2 separate regions of the Mus musculus genome follow, and region 2 is linked to region 1. Evidence: chromatin contacts called from public ChIA-PET data. All regions are on one chromosome and are shown on one strand. The core of a region is the stretch at or near the end of the contact, and the rest is flanking DNA. Distances in the headings are between cores, read along the strand shown. Region 1 has its middle 19 kb from the start of Apln. Region 2 overlaps Elf4 (E74-like factor 4 (ets domain transcription factor)).

Evidence for each region. ChIA-PET counts read pairs in DNA pulled down with a chosen protein or histone mark.
Region 2: an RNA polymerase II ChIA-PET map of memory CD8 T cells shows a contact between it and region 1, with 22 read pairs. The contact joins two enhancer-like sites. A contact is called at or near these places in 4 of 115 datasets of contacts at active chromatin or transcription factors (acute myeloid leukemia, embryonic stem cells and memory CD8 T cells).

What each region holds. Positions count from the first base shown.
Region 1 is chrX:48,050,950-48,057,052 of GRCm38.p6, forward strand. No RefSeq gene overlaps it. Among named protein-coding and RNA genes, the nearest start is that of Apln, 19 kb to the left of the region's middle. Within about 2 kb of position 3,737, at least 163 of the 459 cell types and tissues checked have an H3K27ac peak or open chromatin away from gene starts, as enhancers often do. A contact at or near this core is called in memory CD8 T cells, where this site is marked.
Region 2 is chrX:48,421,900-48,428,332 of GRCm38.p6, forward strand. It overlaps Elf4 (E74-like factor 4 (ets domain transcription factor)), which reads right to left. Exons shown (of 9, transcript NM_001381876.1): 2 at 2,179-2,455. The coding sequence starts at 2,250. Among named protein-coding and RNA genes, the nearest start is that of Elf4, 29 kb to the right of the region's middle. Within about 2 kb of position 2,927, at least 157 of the 459 cell types and tissues checked have an H3K27ac peak or open chromatin away from gene starts, as enhancers often do. A contact at or near this core is called in memory CD8 T cells, where this site is marked.

The sequences.
Region 1 (6,103 bases), core at 2,487-4,986:
ACGCCCCACCCCAGGTATGACACCACCCACAATGTGCTTGGCCCTCTCCCATTGATCACTCATTGAGAAAATGCCTTACAGCTGGATCTAATGGAGGCATTTCCGCAACTAAAGCTTCATTCTCTCTTCTCAAGTTGACACACAAAAACAGGCAGTACAATATGCCTCAGTATAATGTTCTTTATGTCTCTTATACATAGAGTTTGATATGATTTCCCTAATGTCCAGCAACACTCCGCCCATCTTTTACACTCACTCCTCTGTGCACTTCACTTTGAACTGTCTCTGTTCCTTTGAATTCAAGTTCACTAGTCATTTCTTCTTCAATGTCCAATTCTGCTGCGAATCGAACTCATTGTATTTTCGTTTACTTTGTATGTGTAATTTTTAATTCTATAAATTTTACTAAGGCATTTTCATAAATGCTTTCTATGTCTCTAATGATTACAGCCTGCAGAATACAAATTTTGTAACTGTTTTAATGCCTTTATTTGATGATTCTATCATCTTTATTAGTTCTGATTTTATTTCAATAATTTGACTTACTTTTGGTCAGTTTCCTTTTTTGGCCATGCCAGGTCATTTTTAACTAGGTCCCAGACACTGTGGCTTCTATGTTATTGAGTTTTTATCACCAGATCTCGATAATTAGCAGTTCTCAATGAGGGATGATTTTGTTTGTCTAGAGACATGCTTGGTTGTTACAATTGGAAGGTAGTACTGGTATTTACTATGTAGAAGTTGAATGTGTTGGTAAGCGTCCTACAACTCACAGGATAGCCTCCACAAGAAAGAATTCTCAGGCCCCATTGCACTGAAGTTGAAGAACCCTGCTAAAAACCTTTTGAAGTTCATTCTGAGACTTGGCTAAGATTCTTCTAAAGTGTTTGGTAATTAGGGATCTTGCTGTTCACCCTTGTTAAATAAAACCAGAGTAATGTTAAGTCAAAGGCTAATTATTCTTGGCTGCTTTGAGAAGGCCATCTTTTATTATATCTTCACATGGGCAGAGGAAGGAGGGATGGAGAAAAAGGATGGAAAGGAAGACAGAAATAGAGAAGAGAGGGATGAAGGAAGGAGAAATAGAAGAGGGAGAAGAAATGGAGGAGAGAGAGAATGAAAGAGGGAGAAAGATCTTATCTCTTCATGTAAAGGCAAAAAGCCCACTTGTGAGGTCCCCACTCTCATCACCCAATCACTTTCCAAAGTCCCCACCTCCTAATACCATCATGCCAGTTGTTAGGAATATAAAAAGTGGCTTTGGCAATGACATTAACATTAAAGCTATAGAAACACCCCAAACTTAAACCTGAGCTAGTTAGGAACAGGTGCTATTTCCAGTTCTGAGTTCTGAGTTCTGAGCACAGTTCCTCTAACCATTAGTAGCGGTGTCTCCCCAGCTATCAGATCACTCCCTTCATGTGCTCTTGACTCTACGTAGCCTTTTTACCTCCACTTCATCCCCAGCACCCAGCCCTGCCTTATCTGTAGAGTCTAGAGATGCTTCAGACTGGTAACTTCTGCTCTCACACCAACCCTTCTCTTCTTGTGTTTTAATGAATGGGGACAGTCTACTAAATTCATCGTCTAGTCTGCCTTCCTGGTCACTTCACCATTCAATCAGCCAGCAAACACTGTTTAATTTAGTCTTACCTATGTCTCCCCAATACTATCTTATTTTTCATTTCCACTGGCATTATCCTAGGTTAGAGTTTTCATAAAATGACAAGTTCCATCATCAACATTCCCTGCCTCTTGCTTTATAGGACCCTTACCTATAGACCCTTACCTATAGACCCTCACCCATAGACCCTCACCTGTATACCTTTACCTATAGATCCTTACCTATAGACCCTTACCTATAGATCCTTACCTATAGACCCTCACCTGTAGACCCTTACCTGTAGACCCTTACCTATAGACCCTCACCTATAGACCCTTACCTCCAGCACCACAAAATCCATCACTGCTTATCAAGTGAAAAGATATAACTCTATCCCTTTGTACATGTTAAAATTTGCTTTGCCTGAAAGTTTGTTCTTGCATCTGTCAAATTATTTCTCTTGCCTAAAGGGCCAGATCAATTAGCACCTCGTGTAGCAAGTCCATCTTGACATCTTTAGACACCTCTTACACCCTGACCCTTCTATATACTGTGCTCTGCTCACAGTTTGGTAACAACACTGGCTACATCTCTTTATACCATTGTCTTGCCCCTATTTTAGCCTTTAATGGTCCAATAGTCCCTATAAGAGCTTGCTATGGCCCCAATCCTACCCCGCTATATGCTGAAGTTCTAATTTCGCAAATGTGTTTTTGTCTGGAAGTGGGCCTTCAGGAAGTAATTGAGATTAAAGAGACCATAAGGATGGGACCCTAATCAGACAGAAGTGTGGCCTTGTAGAAACAAGAAGCTAACCCCCACACATACTCCATATCTTCCCTAGACTCTCACCTGGCCATGCTGGCATCTTGGCTTGAACTTCCTAACCTCCAGAATCGTGAGAATGGTGATTTATGAAGTTTAAGTCAACCGGTCTACAATATTGCGTTACACAGCCAAGCTACCACTTAACATAAGGGCGGTGCGTTTTTTACGGAATAAGAAAAGAGGAAAGACTACAAGAGCAGAACAGGTAGAACAAACAGGAAGGGGAAAAAACGAGAGAGATGGTGTGGCGACAGCAAAAGCCAGAGATGAGAAAAGTAGATGGAAGTGAAGACCTGAAGGAGCCAACATCGATGGAGATCATGCCTGCACTACTGCTGAGGAGGAAGCAGACCCCTGCTTTCACGTGTGTGTGTTCTCCATCCTTTGAGAGATTGGCTTTTGCTTTCTGCAGAATCTATGTGCCCTTCAGCAAAAGGACCAAAGGAGGCAGATTGGCTCAATGGCTAGGCAACAGCTGGGTGCTCTTGCCTCCCAGCCAAAGGCAACTGCCACCATTCAAAACCAGCTGCCTGAGAGACAGAGGAAAGTGTTTACCCAATGGCCTGAGTGTCCTTAGAGGACTCGGCTCTCAGTTACACAGCAAACAGCTGGCTCTGGAGAAGCTAGGTTCTGGGCACTGCCACCAAATGGCCCCAGTGGTGTTTAAATGTTTCCTCTACTTTCATGGCCCCCAGGGGGGGTTGTTCGGCTGACAGGTGACTTTGTTTAAAAACAAACAACAACAACAAAAATCCAGAATTGTCATTCCGAGGCCAGATTCTTTAAAAAGAACACAAGGCTTTCTGTCGCCCAAGGCTTGTGCAAATTGGTTTCACACGTTTGCCACACTCTGGAGCAGACAGCAGGGTCTTTCCAGTACAAAGACATTTCCTGGCGTGGTACTTAGACAGACCGGCGGTGGCGCAGGGCTGTGCCAGACAGGCCCAGGAAGAGGATTAGTTTGGTCTGCAGAGACGCTCGTCGCCCGCCCTGACCAGGGCAGTGAACTGCCAGCACGCACGCATGCCTTTGAGAGTCAATGGCCACTCCTGTCCCAGCTTCAGGAGTCGTGCCCAGGCACTGCTGCTCTGGCTGAGGACTGGAGGAGGTGTAGGCACTGTGGTGGTGACAGGACCGAGGACCCTGCCAGGTCTTGAGTTCCCATGCTTGCTGCTTTGAAAACCCTGGAACTAAATGGCTCTAAGAATCAAAAAAAAAAAAAAAAATTCAAAGAGCAGAGAAACGGAATGACATTCAGAAACCAGTCCAGAAGCAGAACCGGAACATCCTGATCGCTTTTACTTTCCTTTTGGGAAGAGCGATAAGCCTTGGGGTGGAGCTGATGGAGAGAATCACAGAGAGCGGTGGCTTTGTGAGCTGGTCCCCGGAACGAGCATTGCTTTGCAGTGCTGGCTGGCAATTACGACCAAGCCAGGCCTGTGGTTAGCTGGGTACAGGGACGTGACAGCACCGTGAGTGCGGTCTTTATTCTATTGTTTCCACTCATTAGAGAGGACTCCGAACTAGCACAGTCTGCCAGTCCCAGTTTTCTTGGTTTCAGGACAGGGTGCCTACTTTTGCGTTGTTCTCGCTACTCAGACCGAGGATTTTGTCCACGCGAAGACCTCTTTCACACTGGCATGCAAATCCAGCAGCCTGCCAAAAGCTTCAGCAAGCCCTTAAGCTCCGGACCTGAGAAGGAGTGGAGATTTGTTCCCATTTCAAGCAGCTATACCCCTCCCTGGAAGCTAGGAAGAGCACCACTAACTCGGTACCCTCTTGCTTGGCTCCCTGACAGCATTTCCAAACACTAACTATGTCCTCGTTAAAATACAGATTCTGACTTAAAAGAGCTGAGGCCCCAGACTGCATTTCTTTTTTATTATTATTACGTATTTTCTTCAATTACATTTCCAATGCTATCCCAAAAGCCCCCCACCCTCTCCCCCCCCCACTCCCCTACCCACCCATTCCCATTTTTTGGCCCTGGCATTCCCCTGTACTGGGGCATATAAAGTTTGCCTGACCAATGGGCCTCTCTTTGCAGTGATGGCCGACTAGGCCATCTTTTGATACATATGCAGCTAGAGTCAAGAGCTCCGGGGTACTGGTTAGTTCATAATGTTGCACCTACAGGGTTGCAGATCTCTTATAACCTCTCAGTGGTTAAAAGCATGCACTGCTCTTGAAGGCAACCGGAGTTCCATCCAGAGCATCCACCACCTTACCTGCCTACAATCATGTACAAGGTTCCCTCTCTCACATATACCCAATTAAAAGCAACACAAATATTCAATAACCTCCTAGTAATGCTACTGCCCCCACACTATGAGGAACAAGAATAACACTGGTCCAAACTGAAGCTGCACATTAAAACCACCCGATTCTTCAAAACCTAATTAAATTGGCTCCCACCCCAGACACTATACTGACTTAACTGTCAGTATGGAAGGTAGGCTTTTTGTATGTGAGACAGATCTTGCTCCATAGCCTGGACAAAGCCTACAAAGTAGTACTCGGATTACAGGCATGTGTCACCACACCAGGCAGGGATCACTGTGTAAATCAATTATTGTAATAGGCAGCCAGGATTGAGAGCTCCTGTATAAATGGGCAGCTACGAGAAAGCCCGTCCCCTTAGGCTGTAGTCTGCCATTCTTCTCTCATGATGTGCCTAACTGTAGGATTAAGTTTATGAGCAAGATGAAGAATTCAGTTTGTGACCAAGGAACACAGTTAACCCACCTGGTTTCAAACACTCGGTCTCACATCCACCCCTTTGCTTATCAAATATTTATTGAGCTATTCTATTGCACTGAGCACAATGCTTTTTATGGTGAATGAGACAGACTTGGTCAAGCAGACAGGTGGTGGGACCAAATTTGCAGCTTTAAAAGATCGCTTTGGGGCTGGAAAGATGGCTTAACAGGGACCAAATCTTGCCACACAAGCTCCCTAGAATCCAGGGTGGAAGGTAGAACTGGCTCCTGAAACTTATCCTCCAGCCTCTATAGCTGTACAGTGGCATACACACTTGTTGTTGCTGCTATTATTATTATTATTATTATTATTATTATTATTGAAATAAATTAAAGGATCATTTTAGGTGGTTGAACAGATTAGACATGGGCCAAGTAGATGGGCGAGGGTAGTGCATTAGACCAGATGAGAGGTGATGGCAGTGCCAGTCAGGATGGTGGACAGGAGTGGGCAAATTCAAAAGTTACTTAAAACGGGAAATCAACAAGGCTTGATAACAAATTGGACACGAAAATAAATATAAGGACTCTGTCTAGGATAGCTTAGGTGATTGAATAGTTGGCAGGACCGTGGAGATGAAAAAGATCGAGGGAAGTACTTAAAGCCAAACAATGTAAAGATTACCTGGGTAAAGACTACTGAACGTCAAGGGGAAACTAACGTAGGTCTTGAAGAAGAATGCTAATGTTTAATGTCTGGCTCTTTCAACATCCAGACAATTGCCCCTACCTCCATTGCTTTTGTTTTTTTCGTTTTCATTCACTAAAGACTTTTGATAAAATACCTCATGGTGGGGCTGGAGAAATGGCACTACAGTTAAGAACACTGACGACAAGCCGGGCATGGTGGGGCACACCTTTAATCCCAGCACTCGGGAGGCAGAGGCAGGCGGATTTCTGAGTTGAGGCCAGC
Region 2 (6,433 bases), core at 1,677-4,176, 370 kb after region 1:
CTTTTTAAAATGTCAGGGTTTTGCCTACACGTATCTATGTGCAAAATGTAAGTGTATGTCTGGTACCCATAGACGTCAGAAGAGGGTTGCTTGGGACCGGAGTTATAACAGTTGTGACCTGTCAGAAATGGATGCCAGGAACTTAACCTGGGTCCTCTACAAGAGCCAGAAGTGCTCTTAACTGCTGATCCATCTTTTAAGTCCCATGCTTTCCTACTTAACCAGAGCACACTCACGTTCCTTTGTCTGTCTGTATGTATGCTTATGATTTATGAATTCTTTTTTATTGTTTGTTTGTTTTTGTTTTTCGAGACAGGGTTTCTCTGTGTAGCCCTGGCTGTCCTGGTACTCACTCTGTAGACCAGGCTGGCCTCGAACTCAGAAATCTGCCTGCCTCTGCCTCCCTAGTGCTGGCATTAAAGGCGTGTGCCACCATGCCCGGCTCTGAATTCTTTTATATTTGTGACATTTAACAGCAAAGACTGCTTTCTATGAGGAGGAAAAGGCAGCCGAGAATGGAAAAAGTATGGGGTCTGTGGGGAAGCCAACAAGCTGGTATTCTGAAGTAGGAAGGCAGAAGGAAGGGAAGGGTTACTTTTAGGGCTAGGGACACCTTAGGGGTTATATATGAGAGGTGTGAAAGCTCTCTCTCTCTCTCTCTCTCTCTCTCTCTCTCTCTCTCTCTGTGTGTGTGTGTGTGTGTGTGTGAGAGAGAGAGAGAGAGAGAGAGAGAAAGGGAGAGAGAGAGAGGGAGAGAGAGAGAGAGAATATAGAGGGAAAGAGGGAGGCAGAAAGGATAGAAGAAAGCAGAAAGGAAAAATGGAGAAAAGGTGGGAGAGAAGAGGTGACTTTTTTGAGATCTTGAAGGAGGTAGGTGTAAACAGATGCTCTGAAAGGGTAGGAGTTCCCCTAAGTCAGTGGGAAGGGAATAAGAACAGGGGATGTTAGAGATAAGTGGGAGAAGACAGGGAAATTGCAGGCAGCCTTGGCTTGGAGTATCTCTCGATCAGAGGAGAGTCTGTGTGCTGAGCATACAGAGATGCTGGGGAGTATAGAGAATAGGAATAGCTGCTGGAGGCTTGGAAACAAGCGAAAGACGGTGAATTAGCACTAAGAATCCAGGTAAGGGTCACCCTTTCTTCCCTTCTTATCTGATGCCTTCCACAAGTCTTTATGCCCTGGAACCGACAAGCAAGCTGATTTATTTTGTCCAAGAACCAGCAAGCCAGAAAGTGCAATGCACTCAAAGGCCACTAGAGGGCAGGCTTTGGTAGGACCAGTATGAGGGTTTTCTACCCTCCCATAGATAGAGCATCTGACTTCCTCAGAGAAGGTTTTGGAAATATTCAGCTGGATCTTCTCTTGGACAAGCTTTGGGAGATAGCAGCCAGATAGGTTAAGGGAAAGACTTGGCTAGGTGACATCTTGTCTCAACTGAGATTAAAACCCAACAGTTTTAATTTCTACTCTCCCTTCCGTACTTCCACACTTGCCTGCCTCATCTTTCTCCTTTCTTTCTGAAGGAGCAGAGTGGAAGCTGTGGAACACTTACCAGCACAGAAAAGGCATCCTCCTGGCTTCAGTGCAACACAAGTGATAAAGCAAACATGACCAGGGTACCAAGATCTGATCCTACCGTAGTTTCCAACATCCTCCTGCCCAAAGACCCCATTCCTGGCATGTCCTGAATCCTTAGGCCGAGAAGACATTTATGAGCGAGCCCATCGACTGGTTTGGAGCCCTGAGTGTGAAGATGCTAAGACTCCAATGCTGTGCTTTAAATGCAGCTGGCAGTGCCCTCTTTGCTATGGAGTTGTCCCAGCAGTTTGCTCACTGTGACACTGGGGCTAAAGGGAAGTAGCAGACATCCTACATGATGTTCAGTTGTATGCAACTGTCTGTGTAGTTCCATTTGCCAGTTGACTCACAGCCCAGCTGGTTTGCTTAATAACTGCTTGGCTAGCCTAGTGACTACATGTATTATAATGGCATGTAGCCAACCAGCTCCCTGAGTGACCATCCAGTGACTCCTAGGGAGTAGCTGGTGCCTGATGGGTATTTGCTGACTAGTTATCTGTCAAGTTCCCCCACCCCTTGGACTCACAGGCTGGCTGTTCACGGCTATGTCTCCCTAATTGCCCATACTGACTGACTGTTTTACTCCCAGAGACCATATACCTGGTGGATATCATCCATCCCGTTGCTTGCAAACTCGAAGACCAGATCACTGGGCTGCAGAGCAATAGCCATACTGGCTTCTGCCAGAGCTGACAATGAGACTCCCCCGGCTCCCTGGAGCTGCGGTGGTTTGTTGTCGAACAGAAGTTATTCAGGTATGTTAGGATCAATCTAGTGCCTTCTCTGAGCCTCTGGGGAGGATAACCAGAGTTGGAGTGGGTGTGGACTATGCCAGGCTCAAGATTGCATGCTGGGCTATGCCAACCACAAGAGCAACCTACAGAGAAGGGAGAGATGGAAACAGTAAGCCAATTTCCCTGAGCTCCGTGCCCTAATCAGCTAGTGAAGCCAAGAGGCTCTGCTGTGCCTAGACAGACTTCCAGCAGAGACAGAGTAGGAAGGGACCAGGCCTGACGCGGGGCACTAGGAGGAAAAATCTGTAACTAACTATCCTGGCTTGAGAAAGACTCATGTACGTGTGGCTTAGAGGGGACACAGGGTGTTCATGGGCTCAGTTTACCTTAGAAGTGAGGACCAGCTGACTCAAGGAACAGTCTACAGAGGAAGAAATGTCTCACTTGGGGTTGCGGGGAGGGGTGTCTGGGCTGGTAGGTCACATGCCTTGCATGCTTGTTAGCAACCCTACCCCCATTGCCCACCACAGGGTGGCCTCTGCACTGTGCTGCCTGTGGGTTTGTGTTCTCGGCTGAGCTTTGCTTTCAGTTTCAGGACTGAGCTATCACCCTGGGAACTTGTGAGGAGAGCCCTGGCTGGGGGAGGGGCCAGCAGAACCTTCCTCATCTTCTATGGCTGGCTCATCCCCCATATTCCAGGAAGTCTCTGTCTGCTGAAACCCACACGAGTCTTTCCCCAGTGCCTCCCAAGCTAGCCAGGCACTGCAGCTGCCTGTAGTTTCCCCGGGATCTACTCCTCAATTACCAGAGCCCCAGGCTGCTTCTAGCAAGATCACCTGGGGCCAACTCCCAAAGCTCTGGTTTCCAGACTCCTTCTGACCGACTTCTCTGCTCTTTCCACCTGGACCCTACTGGCCTTTGCACCTGTCCAGGTACCTGGTCTTTTGCCCTTCAGGTTCCTGAACTCGTGATGTGTTTTCAATGTGTGCAATAACGACAAGCAGGCTGACTCAACCACCAGAGACAGGCTAGAACCCAGGCTACCCACTAGAGCACACATCGAAACGCCTTGACATTCCATCTGTAGTGCCAGGATGGCAAACTCTTATCCTGGCTGGGAAATAAACGAGGAACTCCGGGTGAGACTTAAAGAGGGGTAAAAGAAGGGTGCCACAAGTGACCTCTCTGATGACCGCTCTCCTCCACTGGAGGAGACACCCAAGCCTCTCCCACTTCCTTTCCGTTAGCCCACAGGGTTAGCCCCGCCCAGTCTCCACCCCCACACCTTTCCACCTACTCCATCAAACAGCCTGGAGAAGTTGCTAGGCTGTTTTATCCACCAGAGTTGAATTTCCCTTTAGATGGAAGAGAGAACGCGGTTAGGTCTATCACTTGTGGAACTACAGGGGCTGGGGAGTGAGGAGCAGTAGGGCTAACAGCCTTATTCTGGCTCCATCCTTTCATCTTGCCTCACCCAACCCTGCATGTGACCTTATCCCTCATGGCCTGCAAAATCTTGCAGGACCACTTGCATCTGGCTCCCCTAGCCTAAGTGCCCTTAAGGCAAGCATTCCATAGTTCCTGCTCTCCCACCAGCCAGGGTGTCTGCCCTTGGGGAACATTCTCATAGTAGTCATATGAAAGGTGATCACTTTCATCTAAACCCACCAGGTCCAAGAGTCTGCATCTGCTCCTGCCCCAGGTCATTCACTGGGGCCCTTCCGTTCAAGGTATCTTTGTCTTCTTGCTTTCTCTTCCTAAGCCAGTGTTTCATTTTCAAAAGTTCTGCTGGTACTATTTGCTTAGGAAACCTCTATGCATTGTCCTGACCTCCCAAGTCAGACACTGGCTTCCTTGACCGTAGGGATAACTGTGGATCATTGATAAGACATCGACACCTTGCCTTGTGTTTGGTTTATGAAATAAATGCAAAAAGGGGGGGGGGAGCAGCAATCGGCATGGTGATTCAAGCCTGCAATGCCAGTATTTGAGAGTTGTGATGGACAGATCACTGTGGTGTCGAGGTTAGCCTGGGCTATAAAATCCAGGTTTGGGGAGACAGCTCAGTCTTTAAAGTACTTTCTATGAAAACGTGAGCACTTGAGTTCAGTGCCTAGAAAACATGGGTTTTTGTTTTGTTTTGTTTTTAAAAGCCAGGCACAATGAAGCATACTTAGAATCCCAGAGCTGGGGCAGTGTGTTGGGCAGATCGGTGGGATCTGCTAGTTAGCTGGCCTAGACTGTGGGCTTCAGGGTAACAAAAGACCCACTCTCAAACGAACACCAGGGTGGACAATTCCTGACAGGCTGACCTCTGGGTCTCCATAGGCATGATATCCAGGCATGCGCACTAGCGTCACATGCACCCACATGAACACACTCCTCCCCCCCCCCCACACACATAAAACCAAACTAAACAAAATAAATTTAAAACAGGAAAAAAGAAAGAAGGAACAAATGAGTGAATGACCAATACTGGTCTATGGGCATCTGTGTTTTTTTTTTTTTTTTTTTGAGCAGTATAGAGCTACATGTACCTTGACTGCGTGTGAGGAGAGATGTGCAAGCTCAGAGGCTACATTGATATTATTCTTTGCATTGCTAGTTACACAGGTGCACTATCTGTCTGCTGTGAGTGTACAAACAGACCACAGGTATATATACATATTCAGGGTGTGTGTATGTGTGCCAAGTGTGGGGACATGTTCGTGAGAGCCTCTGTGTGTCAAAGGGCTACCCTGGTCTGGCCAGCTTACGGAGCTCAATCATAGGTTCCTCCTCCCGCTCCTTTAGGGCAAGCAGACTGAGCTGCCTTGGTTCAAGTGCTTAGGAGACAATGGGCGGGGGTGGGGGTGGGGGGGCTGAGCAGGTCAGGGTTCTGCTGGTTAGCAAGGCTCTTTGACTGTGTGCTCCCCAGGGGAAAAAAGACAACTCCAACACAGGTATGAGACTTATGGGTCCTCAGGTGAGTGATCCCCTTCCCTAGGTCCACTCTGCTAAGGAACTAGGAGGTAAGAAAGGTCCCCCCGGATCTGTGTGTTGAAATGCACTGAACCTTTGGCCATCATGGTCGAAGGCAGAAAGGAGTAATTCCAGTAATGTTCTTATATGTGCCCGTATATTATATGTGTCTAAGCTCCTTCTAGCTGGGAGATCTTCGAAAACTATCTCCAGAGATCTGGTTCTGTCTGAAGCTAAAGCAAAGGGATGGAGAGGTGGGGATGTGGCTGCCCTACTCTCTTGGTAAGGTTTAAGAAACCTACCTCTTGGAACTTTTCAGTCCAGAAATTTCCCCTCCCCCTTCAAAAGTTTGAGGATTTGAAAGTGAGAGGTGGAGAAAGGCTCATTTGCATGTTCACTTACTCTCCTCCAGGCCCTCAAAATAACCCCCCTCTCCCAGGAACTTGAAACCAAAGACACCACCACCACAGAAGGCACACCCTATAGGAGGCAGGCAAGAAACACATGGAAGGTTCTTGTCTCCAGGCTCCTCTCAAAGCCCTTTGGCTAGGCCACAGCTTCAGTGGCCTTTTGTCCCCCTGCACACTGCCTTGCTAGAGAGAGGAGGTCAGAGGACACACGTGCCTCCAGGCAAAGTCTATTCCCAAGTCTCTCTGGGATGGGGAAGTGATGCCTGGTTGATACACCGAAAAGCAGATACACATTGCAGGAGTGTGCACCACTAGACGGAGCAAAAAGGCCGGGCTGCCTGTCAACACACACCCTGGGCCTCTGAGGTTCTGAGTACACTTTCCAAGCCAAGGCAACAGCGAGGTAGTTTGGACTGATTCTGCATAACCACAACTAGGCTCCCCAGCTCAGGGGTACAGACCCTTCCTTCCTGGGACTGTTACTGGGACACACCAAGCAGCATCCAGCACCCACCCATACAGCCCTCCCCTACCAGAGGAGGCAGCTTTAATGGGAGAGCCACGTCCACAATCTCTACCAAGTGGGTTTAAATCTAGGCTTGATCAGCTCAGTCAATGGCTCGCCGAATTGCTGGTAACACCCAAGGCATTCTTTGCACATGCCAAACATGGGGGCCAGATAGTCAGCTGGGCCACCCGGTGCAATTCTCTAGTTCCCTGTCCTCTCAAGAGGCGACTGTCACTCCTGAA